Linked DNA regions of Arabidopsis thaliana: region 2 is linked to region 1. Evidence: chromatin contacts called from public ChIA-PET data. All regions are on one chromosome and are shown on one strand. The core of a region is the stretch at or near the end of the contact, and the rest is flanking DNA. Distances in the headings are between cores, read along the strand shown.

Evidence for each region. ChIA-PET counts read pairs in DNA pulled down with a chosen protein or histone mark.
Region 2: a contact with region 1 is called in an H3K4me3 ChIA-PET map of shoot, with 10 read pairs. The contact joins the promoter of BRL3 here to the promoter of VCR in region 1. A contact is called at or near these places in 1 of 26 Hi-C or Micro-C datasets (rosette leaf), 1 of 2 datasets of contacts at active chromatin or transcription factors (shoot) and 1 of 3 other capture datasets (seedling).

Annotation. Positions count from the first base shown.
Region 1 is chr3:4,293,473-4,300,882 of TAIR10.1, forward strand. VCR (varicose-like protein) reads left to right here and starts at 3,810. Exons shown (of 12, transcript NM_112174.4): 1 at 3,810-4,722; 2 at 4,798-4,847; 3 at 4,935-5,091; 4 at 5,202-5,420; 5 at 5,728-5,856; 6 at 6,003-7,410. The coding sequence starts at 4,057. AT3G13280 (Putative endonuclease or glycosyl hydrolase) reads right to left here and starts at 3,528. Exons shown (of 7, transcript NM_112173.1): 1 at 3,324-3,528; 2 at 3,016-3,240; 3 at 2,779-2,944; 4 at 2,586-2,673; 5 at 2,442-2,508; 6 at 2,216-2,376; 7 at 1,855-2,094. The coding sequence starts at 3,528. The coding sequence ends at 1,855. AT3G13276 reads left to right here and starts at 869. Exons shown (of 2, transcript NM_001338041.1): 1 at 869-912; 2 at 1,164-1,388. The coding sequence starts at 869. The coding sequence ends at 1,236.
Region 2 is chr3:4,343,633-4,351,042 of TAIR10.1, forward strand. BRL3 (BRI1-like 3) reads left to right here and starts at 2,698. Exons shown (of 2, transcript NM_112183.3): 1 at 2,698-3,368; 2 at 3,462-7,307. The coding sequence starts at 3,608. The coding sequence ends at 7,102. It overlaps AT3G02685 (a long non-coding RNA gene), which reads right to left and starts at 2,164. Exons shown (of 1, transcript NR_140935.1): 1 at 1,906-2,164. It overlaps sks11 (SKU5 similar 11), which reads right to left. Exons shown (of 3, transcript NM_112184.4): 3 at 7,304-7,410.

The sequences.
Region 1 (7,410 bases), core at 2,560-5,059:
ATTAATGGCAAAATGGTGGATGGTGGTGCATGATATACTCTCGGTACGAATTGTCTATATGCATCGGCTAAAAAATAATCATCAGCTCATTCGAAATTTATGAGTGGTGGTGCATGGTAGGAATATTGTCTCGTCTGGATTTATCAAATGCCTCGACTCGGCTTAAAGCCCTTGATCCTTATCTTATGAATGTGTAAATGGTTAATGGTGGTGCATGATTGGAACTATGTCCCGTGTTCATTCACACAAATGCCTCGACTTGGTGAATAATTGGTGATATGCTAAAGGAAGTTTAAGAATGAGATAAAGGTAGTTGGTGGTGTATGATAACTTGTGGAGAAAGGGGTTTGAACCAACTCATTTGGTAGAATTTCAAATGGTCTTCAAATCTAAATGACCTTGTCAACAAGGTGAGATGTTGATGTCTAGTCTTCGGCAAATCTTAATCTTAAACTATTTAGAATTTGCATGTACTTTCATATTTTGTAAAAAGAGACTGTGTTTTTTTACATAAATCGTTTGCAGGTCCTAAAGAGATATGATCTTGGAGCAACAGAAATTACAAGAAGTTTCATCCTCAAAGTAGTTTATTGATCTAGATAAGGTTGATCATGGTTATTTAATAGTTAATATATAATCTCTTGAGAGGTTGATAGCGGAGTGAAGAAGCTAATTGGTGTGTGATTTTGTGAATCACATCAAAACTATTAAGATTATCTGATTGTGTTGCTAAATTGATTATTGCAGGACTCTCTCCGATGGATCCATGAGCAAGTATCACATTCTGCAGCTTCAGAAGTGTCTGATCTTTCCATAATTCCCAAATTGATTCATTTGTTTTGTGGTTGATCAGGTGATTTGATTATAGCTAGTGGAGAATCTTACTGGTCCGAAAAACCCTGAAAATCACAGGTTTGGTATTGATTATGTTTTGATCTTGAAGCAACAATAAGGTTCTTATGCAGTCAAAATCTGTCTTCTTTCTTCTTACAGTTGATGTAATCGTAAAAGGACATTACGTTATACAGATGAGTTTGAAGACATCAGTTGAATCTACTCGACACTAAAACAGAGATAGTGAACAATTACAGAGCAAAATCTTGATATTTATTGTTTGGTTAAGTTCCTCAAGAACCTAGTGTGGTTCTTATTTGCTTTTTCAGGTTTCCAAAAGAGGCCATTTCCATCTTTGCGATAACCAGAGATACCATTTTCTTCAGATTATCTCTGCATTGATGGTGATCACTAGATATAATTCAAGATATCCATGCTGCATTCTCTCTTCGATGGTGAATGTAAAGAAATAAGTCAGATGTAGAACAAGTAAATATGCACCAATCATATTTAAAGCAGAAAGAATTATTCGTGCTTCCGTGGACTGTTTATTAAGTTATAGGGCTTAAAAAGACCATTAAGGCCCAAACTAATGTTTTCGTGTCTGAATTTGTGCGGAAGCGTCCTCACATTTTATTGCGATTATCACCCCATAACTTTTTTAGTCATAGAATTTACGCCCGCACTATCAAAAAAGCAAGTCTACTACAAAACTTCTATAGCTGTTCTCACTTTCAAGGCATCATCGTCTCTCTATTCTTGCTTTTCGCGCTTCTCTCTCTACGTGACTTTCGATTTCTTCTTACTTTTTTCTGAAATCTATTCAAGAACCTCCACATTCAATTACACTTGTCTATTGATCGATATCGCAAAACCTAAATTTGGCGATCCTGAATGCGTCTTTGAAAGTAGAGAGATTTAAAGATAGTGTATAAAGGAGACTGAAATGTTTTCCATCTTATTTCTCTCTTTAATTAATCCTATTACATTGAGTTCTTATATATAGTGTGAGGATTAGGTTTACATTTTATCCTCATCCTCTAAACATTTGAGCCTATTAGTTAAGATCGTATCTTGACTTGAACAGCTGGAGATGCTTTTCCTTGACGCTCTCTTAGCCACAGAACTAACTGGTTTGTCTTCTTGTTCTGTTGCAGATGACCGTTGCACTTGGATGGACTGAATGGGCTTCTCGGGGTTCTCCTCTTCTACAGCAGCTTCCTCAGTCTTTAACTTTCTCATCATCATCATGCATTCTTCCTAGAATGTTTTAGGATTACCCAAAGTCAGTAAATCCAAATTCAATTGTTATTATATATATATATATATATATATATATATATATATTTAGAAATGAGAGATGTTAAGGTTGACTATTCACCATGGTAACAGACGTAAAACAGGGGTTTCCCTCCTCTGGTCGAATCTTCACCATGGTAGAACCGTTTCCCTTGTTGCATGTTTTACCATCAAATTCCAACATCTTGCAGAGTTCCTTGAATGTTTTAGCATCAACCAAAGTCAGTAAATCCAAAGTCAATGCTATATATGTACTTCACACAATAGCACGTAAATACACAAATATTAGAAATGAGAGATGTTAAAACTTGCCTTTAGTGTTAGAGGAGAAGAAGTATGATACGCTATATCTTGAGTAACCAGCAAGTCCCACTCCTGCTTCATGAGAATGGCAAATTAGGTAAAGTCGTGAAAGGGTAACTGTAAGTCCCAGAAATCAGAAATCTCTCAACTTGAGATGAGATATTAAAACTTGCCTTTGATCGACCCAGCACCATGTTAGCAGGGTCTAGTCGATCCACATTGTTATGACTAGCCTCCCTGTCCCATTCCTGCGTGGAGATGAGAGGCATTATGTACTTTTGAAAGGGAAACTTGTGGTAAGAGAATGATGGTTTAGAATCAGAGAGCTAGTGAGCTGCTTACAGAATACGCATGTTTTTCACTCTTGAGATGCGTGGTGAAATCTTCAAAGCTTTGGGCACCAAAATCGCATTCTGAGCAAAACAAGGGAGTTTCACCGGTTTCACTGCGCTTGTAGTCCTGAAGAACAAGTCTTGTTGCTCCTGTTTGTTATCCTCCATAGCAGCATCTGTGGATTCAAAACAGCTTAATTTGCTTGTTATCAGATGCATGTTATGAGAGAGAGGCCATAAAAAATACCTGCCATTAAGCTATCCCAGAACAACTCTTCAGGAACATCTTTAAGAATGCTTAGCCGGAGAGCTAGAGCTCGTGGAGGATATGCGAGAAGAATTCTGTATCCCTTCTTCTCTATGTCGTAAAGTGTACTAGCTAAAGTTTTCAGGTCCTTAGAACTGGTTATGAGCATTATAGTAGCCGGAGCAAGATTCTCATCAGTCCACTCAAACAAATCCCTTTGAATATCTGTCTCAGTAAGTAAAGGAAACTAACGTTTAATCTAAACCCTAATTAACAAAAAAAGAGATGAAAGAAGATTTTTAACTAACCGTGGGCATGTTTAAGAGCGATTCCAGTGGAAGAAAGCGTTCGCAGGGATTCGTCACCACCAGGGATCTGCGTTAGGTTGCCAACGGCAGTGATAAAGAGAGGACCCCGGCGGCAGCGCCACTGGCCTGACTTTTCCAACGCCGATTCTATCCTCGGACCCACCAGACGAGGATCATGACCATCGGGAAGCGGACAGGTGGTCATGTTCCACAACACCAACGTTTTCTCGAAATGTTTGTTCATTATTCTTCGACCTAAAAGACACCTTGAATCCTATACGCACAGAGAAGACCAAAAGGAAAGAACGATGGTAACTTTCGATCAGTTTTTTTAGGGTTCATATAAATGTTGTGGAGGGAGAGAGATACTTGCGGTTGGTTTCTATGGGCCGATGCGCGTGGCCCATATAATAATAATTACTTGTGAATTCCTTTAAACCCAAGTTTAATTTGTTGCGCGATTATCACCCCATCACTTTTAGTCATCAGATTTACGCCCCACTATCGAAAACGCAAGTCTACAAAACTTCTTTAGCTGTTCTCTCACTCCTTTCAAGTCATCATCGTCTATCTCTACTCGCTTTTCGCGCTTCCCCTCTCTACGTGACTTTTGATTTCTTCTTCAGATCCGCCGAGTCTTCTTTTTCTGAAATATATTCACGAACCTTCACATTCAAATTACACTTGTCTATTGATCGATATCGCAAACCCTAGATTCGGCGATCGTAAATCAATGGCGTCTTCACCTGGTAACACTAACCCTCACAATCCTCCGCCGTTCGATCTCGGTACTATCTTCAAACCCTCATCCAACCCTTATCCTCCCCCTACAGGTCCGTTTCTTAACAACCAGTACAATCAGCAACTATACGCGCCGCCTGGTATCGCCGCCCAACCATCTCCGGTGAATCAAACGCAACAGGATGTGTCTTCCTCTTCCTCCGCTACTAACTTGCAACCACAGAGAACGCTATCTTATCCCACGCCACCTCTCAATCCCCAATCTCCCCGTGTCAATCACAATCCGGGAACGCACATCCTCGCTCTCCTCAACAACGGAGGTGCCGTGGCGAACCAAGAGCCGTCGCATCACAACGAGATCGCTCGAGCTTTTCCCGGCGGTTCGGGTCCTATTCATGTTCCAAGCGGTAAAATGCCCAAGGGAAGGCGATTGGTTGGTGAACATGCGGTGTATGATGTTGATGTGAGATTACAGGGAGAGATTCAACCGCAGCTGGAGGTGACTCCGATTACCAAGTACGGCTCGGATCCTCAGCTTGTACTCGGTAGGCAAATTGCTGTGAATAAGGTCTACATTTGCTATGGATTGAAAGGAGGAAGCATTCGTGTTCTCAATATCAACACAGCATTGAGGTCTCTGTTCCGTGGCCATTCTCAGGTTCGTTGTTTCTCAGTTACTTATTCGAGTATCCATCAGGTATCATCGTCATTCTAACTACATGTTTGTCTCCAGAGAGTAACGGACATGGCTTTCTTTGCCGAAGATGTTCATCTCTTAGCTAGGTAATGGTTCTGGAACTATAAGCTTCTTCTACTTTGTCGTTTTACATTTTATTTCATACCGTCTACTTGTCTATTTCTTCAAAACAGTGTTAGTCTAGATGGAAAAGTTTTTGTGTGGAAAATTTCCGAAGGATCTGAGGGAGATGAACAATCCCAGATAACTGGAAAGATAGTTGTTGCTCTTCAGATACTTGGAGAGGAAGACACCAAACATCCACGTGTCTGTTGGCACTGCCACAAACAGGTATTTCAACATATTTCTTTTGCTACGGGAAGTTGCATATTTTTCTGTTGTGAACATGAGCTCGCTCTGTTGTGTCTATACTTCTGATTGTGTAAAGTCCATTCTTTCAGGAAATTTTGGTAGTTTCAATTGGTAAACATGTGCTGCGAATCGATACTACAAAAGTTGGCAGAGGTGAAGTGTTCTCTGCCGAGGCACCTCTCCAGTGTCATCTTGATAAACTAATTGATGGTGTTCAGATTGTGGGTAAGCATGATGGAGAAGTGACAGATTTGTCAATGTGCCAATGGATGACCACGCGCCTGGTTTCTTCTTCAGTTGATGGCACGGTTTGTGTTTGTTCTTATAATTTCCTTCACTATACTCTTGGAATATACGTCTACTCCTTTTCATAACATTTCTGAAGTTGAATTTACCTGACGAACTAAAATTTTAACTGTTTTCGCTGCTAACTGGGTGTAACGTTGAAGTTTAATTGATTGAGACTCGTTAGCTTTAGTTTGGTTATGCTAGCTCATCCAAAATTGAAGAGATTTTCTAAATTCCGTCTCACTGTAGATTCTCTTCACAACCAGGAATAATTTGCAACAGCTAGTATTTTTGTGTGTGAGGCTTACTTTTTCTTAATACCAACAGGTTAAGATATGGCAAGATCGTAAGACACAACCACTTGTAGTATTGAGACCTCATGATGGACTTCCAGTCAATTCTGCCATATTTGTGACATCCCCGGAAAGACCTGATCACATCATACTTATCACGGGGGTTAGTTTGCTCAAATTATTACTTACTTTTCTCATTGCTATATAATGTTATTTGGCCCTGCTTTGTTGAATTCACATTTTAGAATTGTTGCTTTTGTTTCTGCTAAGTTGCTAACGCATACACTGTTGGCAATGTTCTTCTCGTAGGGTCCTCTAAATCGAGAAATCAAGATTTGGGTCTCCGCTGGGGAAGAAGGGTGGCTTCTACCCGCTGATACTGAATCGTGGAGATGTACCCAGACACTTGATTTGAAAAGTTCAACTGAGCCACAAGCTGAAAAGGCATTTTTCAACCAAGTCATAGCATTGTCTGAAGCAGGCCTGCTTTTGCTTGCAAATGCGAGAAGGAACGCCATATATTCCGTGCATTTGGACTATGGCTCATCTCCAGTGGAAACGCTGATGGATTACTTGTCCGAGTTTACAGTCACTATGCCTATATTGAGTTTTATTGGGACAAATGATCACCCAGAAGAACCATTTGTTAAAGTGTATTGTGTTCAGACTCTAGCAATCCAGCAGTATACATTAGACTTATTCTTGTGCATGCCACCTCCAAGAGAGAATGTGGGTTTTGAGAAGTCAGATTCTACTGTGTCACGGGAGGCAAACCTTGTTGAAAGCACGTTAGAAACATCTGGAATGAAGCCTACCGAATTACCTTCAGTTGGTTCAGTGCCTAAACCATCTATTTTAGTGAATAGATCGGAAAATGCTAATATGTTGAGTTTTCCAGCGGGCCCTGCATCAGCGGGGATCACACCACCAGCAATTGTTCCACCCAACGGTGAGCCTAAAACTTCTGGGATGCCTTCTGAGACCAGTGATGTAGATTCTGCGTATGCTCCTTCACCTCAACTTCCTCTAAGCCCCAGACTATCAAGTAAACTTTCTGGCTATCACACTCCTGTAGAAGCGTTTGAGCAAGTGCTACCACATCATAAGCTTGGTGGCAAAACAAGTTCTGCTGATTATTTTTATGTGAGGCAAACTGATGATGTTGGAGGAAGAAATTTGGATGTGTCTTCTGTCGAGGAAAACTGTAGAAGCAAGGACACGAATGTTACACCTGATGATGATGTGTCTGGGATTCGAAGCCCGTCAGCTTTTTTCAAACAGCCCACTCATCTCGTAACTCCTTCAGAGATATTGATGGGCGTTTCTTCCACTGAAGCCTCCATTACTACTGAAGACAAGAGGGATAGAGATGCAAATATTGAGGAAGTGAATAATGATGCAAGAGGCTTAGAAGTTGAGTTGAAAGAAGTAGGCGAAGCACAGACTTCGCAGAATGGTGAAATTAACTATCACGAAACAACTGAGAATCACACTTCAGAAAGTAGAGAAAATATCTTCTGCTCACAGGCTTCAAATCTCAGCACTGAGATGGCAAGAGACCGTCATCCTATTACAGAGGGAAGTGCCATTCCTGGGGATTCTATGGCTTATGGACAACCTTTACAAGCTGGAGATGAAAGGGGTCTTGACTCAAGAGATGTCTCTGCAAAGCTTCCTGAGTCGGGTTCATCTAGTGGGTTAGTAGCTACAAATAGCA
Region 2 (7,410 bases), core at 1,448-3,947, 49 kb after region 1:
ATAAAATTTTTGTTTCCATAATCACGGTTTGTATTGGTTAAGTTATTACTGAATTTGTACCGACATATACAGATAGATCTTCGTGAGTCGTCTGTATATTTCTAGTTATGCTGAAAAATAAAACGAGAGTACTAGAAATGTAGTATTAATTTAGTCGTATATGACCAAGATGTGACGACCAAAAAAGAAAGAAGAAAAAAAAAAGAAAGAGAAATTGAATAAGTTTACGTGAAAAAGGGGATAGTTGTACCAAAAATAAGGCAGATTTGAATGCGATGATTCCGCTATCTTAGGAAATCAAAAATATCATCTTCATTATTAATTCATGAAAGTGACGGGTAAGATTTTCAAATCGTATCGACTTTTCGTCTTTTCTTCGAGACTTCGACCCTAAAAATACTTATACCATAAGTATTTTGGACCAAAGTGTTTTTTTTTTTTCTTTTTTCCTTTTGGTCTAAGATAATACATTAATATGAAAATAAAACTAAAATGAAATCATAATAAATGGACACGAGAGAATCTTTGGAAGTCACAAGATGTGCATTCGTGCGGCCGAAGAAACTGACAAAAATGCAACCCTACTACGGCCCCGGCCACCGAGCCCACTCTCGTATATATTTTCATAAACCTTCTCACTTTAGTATAACTTAATTATTATCCCAGTTGTTGAATAATCTATCTTCTTGGCCCCTCTACTCGCTATATAGTATTTATACAGTTTTTGGGACCCTATTACATCTACCAGTTTTACAAAAGACATCCTACACACCAACAAATTTTTAAAATATATAGAATATGCAATACGTGAAAGGAGGACTTCGAGATCATTTTGGTCTCCTCCACGTATTTTTTTCGTCATATATATGTTAATGTCGCGGGTTTTTCGACCTGCAGATGTTTTGTTTATTCTTTTCAGAAATCTATATATTATATATACATATATAAAGAAATGATTAACCAATGAAGCCTCGGTTAATATTAATTTACAGTTTTACACCATATTATATATAGCTTATAGCTTACGGAGAAACCTTGTAGAAAATTCTATCTATCCAGTTATGTTTCTCTTAATTACTCATTGATACCTTAACTGGAGTACCTAACCTATATTTGTGTTTAGGTAAAAGTAAGATAGGAACGAGAAAGATAAGTTAAAAAAAAAAGAAAAAAAAAAAAAACGAGAAAGATAACTTTAAATCGATTAATTTATCTAAATTAAAGTTCTTTTCGTTTAGTTCGGCGCAAATACTCGACCAGTTTAAATTCAAGTTCATTATATGCACGAGCAACCAAGCACGATGCATTATTGCATAAACAAATGAAATCAACGGCATCCGATTTTTTAAAATAATTAAGGGCATGTAATTAATTAATATTTTAAATTATGAAAGGATTTATACGTACGTATATATAGTTCATAGTTTTATAGAACTCCGAATTTGTTGAGGGTATATATTTGAAAAAGCATAATTTTTAAGTTTAAACAGGCCCAGTTGATTGATAATCCTAACTTAATCTCTCGTACCTACCAAAATTAAGCTGTTGTCACGTCTGTTGCATTCATAATTGGTCAACAATATTTGAGGAAATAATTATGGTAATAGTTGAAAACACTTGTATTTCCTTTTTGTCAGGATAACACTTACGTTTCATGCAATTATTTGATATAAAATGTGTAGAGAGATATATTAATCAAAATTTGGTGTGTGTTTTTTTTTCTAAACACATTCAAAACTTGGTTAATTAAGTTGGTCACTTGGTAGAAATTTAAACAAAAAAACTATGGATCCGATTTATTTATTTGTCCAACCAATACAATATTTGACAGTTGTTTTACGTGAGGTTTAAACTAATTGTAAGGGTAAAGCGATAAATACAAACAATACGTGGGGATTAGTTGCTGAAAAAAATAAGTCACGAGAGGGCATAGATAAAAAACCAATAAACCATATTTGTTTTTGTTTAACGAAGCACTAGAGCTTCATGCGTGTAGGGTTATAAAGTTACATACACGCGTGGAAAAATACGAGAACGGTGGTGGGGAATTAGGTCTCTATCGTAGTTACCGTTAATTAATACAATATATTAGAATTTTGTAGTTTTAGATTTCTCTTTTTATGATGATATTTTGTCGTGCAGATATTTATGGAAGCGTGAGACGTTCGTGCGGAGTGAGTAATATAGATAATACAGATATTGATGTAACAAAAAAAAAAGAGGATATGATTTGCTTTGGGACGTTAAACACGAAAATAGTCGACTTTAAAGGGTTGAGTAAAATAATTAGAGAAAAGCTTATTTCAGTGAAATAATGCGGTAACTGGTAGGATTTGAAGCTCGGATATGTGTTGATGCTTTGGTATTTTTCGTCATTGCATTGAATATATATGGTGCATTGAATATTTGAATATTTAGAGATTAAGTTACAACAGATCCTAAAAAAAAAAAAAAGAAAAAAAAAAAAAAAAAAAAAAAGTTACAACAGATCCGAATATTTAAATTATACGGAAACCGAACTATACATACATCGAACAAATACTAATTTACTGTAAATTATTTACATGTTGCACAAATTTTACTGAATTCGTAGATTTCTTTGACATCAACATGAGAACACTTAGAAAAAGCAACAAATCTAGTCCTCCACAAAACAGAACTTTTGTTAGATTTATAAAAGATTCTCCCCTAACCTGTAAAACTCAAATTTTAAAACAGTTGACGTAGAGTTTGATCTATTGCAATATAAATTATTTGCACGAATACTATTAGGTGGGAATGTGAGATTAATAATTAGGAAAAAATTAGTCTTTAATATAATGATTATGCATCCTCTTTTCACGTAAAGATTAGTCTCATAGTTTTGTCTTCTTTAGCTTTTTCTCCTCTTTTTTTCTTCTCTTTGCCAAATTTCTTCTCTTTCGCTTTTACATTTTCTCCAGCAAAATAAGACAAGATCTCAATCACTTCTTCTTCTTCAATTCTATCTAAAGCTGTCACGAGAAAGCCAGAGAATTTCTCAGCTTCTCATTTTGTCAAGCAAATACAAAAAGAACACACTTCTTTTTTATTTCCGGGAAAATTCGTTTTTATGTAGTGGTCGTACTAAACACGCTTCCTTTATGTGGAATCTTAAAGCAGTCCCTTTTTTTAGTTGAATTCAACAGTTTTTTTCTTTTTTTTTTTGGTTCCGGATCCGACCATCTCTGCAACATCGTACTTTGAGAGACAACACTGTCGAAGACCATCTACGTTGTCTTCTTTACTTGGAGAACTCTCTCTGTCTCTTCTCTGTACTTTCTCCCTTCTCTTTTTCCGTATCTGTCAGCCTTTGATTCCGCTTTTTTGTTCCTTCACCACATATACATGTATGTATCTTCTTCTTCTACCTTGAACAAGACTTGATTTTGCCACTAGTTATTTCAGAAAAATTAATCTTAATTTCACTTTGAATTTTTCAGCGTTCCAAGCTCATATCCGGTGAAGTTTTTGGAGGATTTGGTTGTTATGGAGCATAGGGTTTTCTCAAAAAGAAGATTCTTGAGCTTGAAATTGAAGTCTTTGAATTCTTAAGGGAATTTTATCGAACACTTTGTGGGCTAATAACATGAAACAACAATGGCAGTTCTTGATCCTCTGTTTGCTCGTCTTGTTTCTAACGGTGGACTCTCGTGGCAGACGGCTACTCAGCGACGACGTTAACGACACAGCTCTGCTAACGGCGTTTAAGCAAACCTCTATCAAGTCGGATCCTACCAACTTTTTAGGTAACTGGAGATACGGGTCGGGTCGTGACCCATGTACTTGGCGAGGCGTCTCTTGTTCTAGCGATGGTAGAGTCATTGGACTTGATCTACGAAACGGTGGTCTTACCGGAACCCTAAATCTCAATAATCTCACGGCGTTGTCTAATCTCCGGAGTCTTTATTTGCAAGGAAACAACTTCTCCTCCGGAGATTCTTCTTCTTCTTCAGGATGTTCTCTCGAGGTTCTGGATTTATCTTCAAACTCGCTTACGGACTCTTCAATAGTGGATTACGTTTTCTCCACCTGTTTAAATCTGGTTTCTGTCAATTTCTCGCACAACAAGCTCGCCGGGAAATTGAAGTCTTCTCCTTCGGCGAGTAACAAGAGAATCACAACCGTTGATCTCTCGAACAATCGCTTCTCCGATGAGATTCCGGAGACTTTCATCGCCGATTTTCCGAATTCTCTGAAACACCTCGACTTATCCGGCAACAATGTCACCGGCGACTTCTCTCGTCTCAGCTTTGGTCTCTGTGAGAACCTCACCGTATTCAGCTTATCACAGAACAGCATCTCCGGCGACAGATTTCCGGTTAGTCTCTCAAATTGTAAGCTCCTCGAAACGTTAAACCTCTCTCGGAACAGTCTCATCGGAAAAATCCCCGGAGATGACTATTGGGGAAATTTTCAGAACCTGAGGCAGCTCTCTCTTGCACACAACCTTTACTCCGGTGAGATTCCACCGGAGCTTTCTCTGCTCTGTCGAACTCTAGAGGTTCTCGATCTCTCCGGCAACAGTCTCACCGGTCAGCTTCCGCAATCATTCACCTCTTGTGGCTCATTACAAAGCCTAAATCTTGGAAACAACAAGCTCTCCGGTGATTTCTTAAGCACCGTCGTGAGTAAACTCTCTAGAATCACTAATCTTTACTTACCATTCAACAACATCTCAGGCTCTGTTCCGATTTCGCTCACCAACTGTAGTAATCTGCGAGTTCTTGATCTGAGCTCAAACGAGTTCACTGGAGAAGTACCATCTGGTTTCTGCTCTCTTCAAAGCTCTTCGGTTTTGGAAAAGTTGCTTATTGCCAACAATTACCTCTCAGGAACTGTCCCTGTAGAGCTTGGTAAATGTAAGAGCTTGAAGACTATAGATCTTAGCTTCAATGCTCTCACTGGTCTGATTCCTAAGGAGATATGGACATTGCCTAAGCTCTCCGACTTAGTTATGTGGGCGAACAATCTCACTGGTGGAATCCCGGAGAGCATTTGTGTTGATGGAGGAAACTTGGAAACGTTAATCTTAAACAACAATCTCTTAACCGGTTCTCTTCCAGAATCAATCTCCAAATGCACCAACATGCTTTGGATCTCCCTTTCTAGTAACCTGCTTACCGGTGAAATCCCTGTAGGAATCGGAAAGCTTGAGAAGTTAGCGATTCTGCAACTCGGGAACAATTCTTTAACTGGGAACATTCCAAGTGAGCTTGGAAACTGCAAGAACCTTATCTGGCTTGATCTTAACAGCAATAATCTAACTGGGAATCTCCCAGGTGAACTTGCAAGTCAGGCCGGACTGGTAATGCCCGGAAGCGTCTCTGGTAAACAGTTTGCGTTTGTGAGGAATGAAGGTGGGACGGATTGCAGAGGTGCAGGGGGTTTGGTTGAGTTTGAAGGAATTCGTGCTGAGCGGTTAGAGCATTTTCCAATGGTTCATTCATGTCCCAAGACTCGGATATACTCAGGCATGACCATGTACATGTTCTCCAGTAACGGGAGCATGATCTACTTGGACCTTTCCTACAATGCGGTTTCAGGTTCTATTCCTTTGGGTTATGGTGCAATGGGATATCTTCAGGTCTTGAATTTGGGACATAACTTGTTAACTGGAACCATACCGGATAGCTTCGGAGGATTGAAAGCAATTGGAGTTCTTGATCTATCTCACAATGATCTCCAAGGATTCTTACCTGGATCACTAGGAGGACTCTCTTTTCTAAGCGACTTAGACGTCTCTAACAACAATCTAACCGGACCAATCCCATTCGGAGGCCAACTTACGACGTTCCCACTCACAAGATACGCCAACAACTCTGGCCTCTGCGGGGTTCCTCTACCACCTTGTAGCTCTGGTTCCCGGCCCACGAGATCTCATGCTCACCCTAAAAAACAGAGCATTGCGACTGGGATGAGTGCGGGGATTGTGTTTTCTTTCATGTGTATTGTGATGCTTATTATGGCGCTTTATAGAGCAAGGAAGGTTCAGAAGAAGGAAAAACAGAGAGAGAAGTACATTGAGAGCCTTCCGACATCTGGTAGCAGCAGCTGGAAGCTCTCTAGTGTTCATGAACCGTTGAGCATCAACGTTGCAACATTTGAGAAGCCGCTGCGAAAACTTACTTTTGCACACCTTTTAGAAGCCACAAACGGGTTTAGTGCTGATAGTATGATCGGATCAGGTGGATTTGGAGATGTCTACAAGGCTAAACTGGCTGATGGATCTGTTGTAGCGATCAAGAAGTTGATTCAAGTCACGGGACAAGGTGATAGAGAGTTCATGGCAGAGATGGAAACGATTGGTAAAATCAAACATCGAAATTTGGTACCTCTTCTTGGATATTGCAAGATTGGTGAAGAGAGACTTCTTGTCTATGAGTACATGAAATACGGAAGCTTAGAGACAGTTCTGCACGAAAAGACCAAGAAGGGTGGAATCTTTCTTGATTGGTCAGCGAGAAAGAAGATTGCAATAGGAGCTGCGCGTGGGCTAGCTTTTCTGCACCATAGCTGCATTCCTCATATTATCCACAGGGATATGAAATCAAGCAACGTTCTTCTAGACCAAGATTTTGTTGCCCGTGTCTCAGATTTTGGTATGGCAAGGCTGGTGAGCGCTCTGGACACACACTTGAGCGTGAGCACGCTCGCAGGTACTCCCGGGTATGTCCCACCAGAGTATTACCAGAGTTTCCGATGTACAGCCAAAGGAGATGTGTATAGCTACGGAGTTATACTTCTGGAGCTCCTCTCAGGCAAGAAACCGATCGATCCAGAGGAGTTTGGTGAAGACAACAACCTTGTGGGATGGGCTAAACAGCTCTACAGAGAGAAGAGAGGAGCTGAGATACTTGACCCAGAGTTAGTAACAGACAAATCTGGCGATGTTGAGCTACTTCATTACTTGAAGATTGCGTCTCAATGTTTGGACGATCGGCCATTCAAAAGACCAACTATGATTCAAGTCATGACGATGTTCAAAGAGCTCGTTCAGGTTGATACAGAGAACGACAGTCTTGATGAGTTTTTGCTAAAGGAAACGCCGTTGGTCGAAGAATCACGAGATAAGGAGCCTTAAGGAATTCAGGAAGATTTGAAATTTGTTATTTTCGTCCTATTTTTGGTGTTACTGATTCAGTGTATATAACAGTAAAAAGTAATACAGACACTGAAGGGTTTTTACTTAATTTCTTGATTTCTGAAAGCTATTAAGAAATACTTCGTTGTAAAGTTTTTGTACCTAACAAATTAATCTTATCGTAATGACAATTTTGTGAGCCGTGTTATATACTTATGTGTGATGATGATTAACAATATGATAAACTTTGATTGATGGTATTTCTGCTTTTGATCTCAAGATTGGCAATTAGGGAAAGAACACTTCAT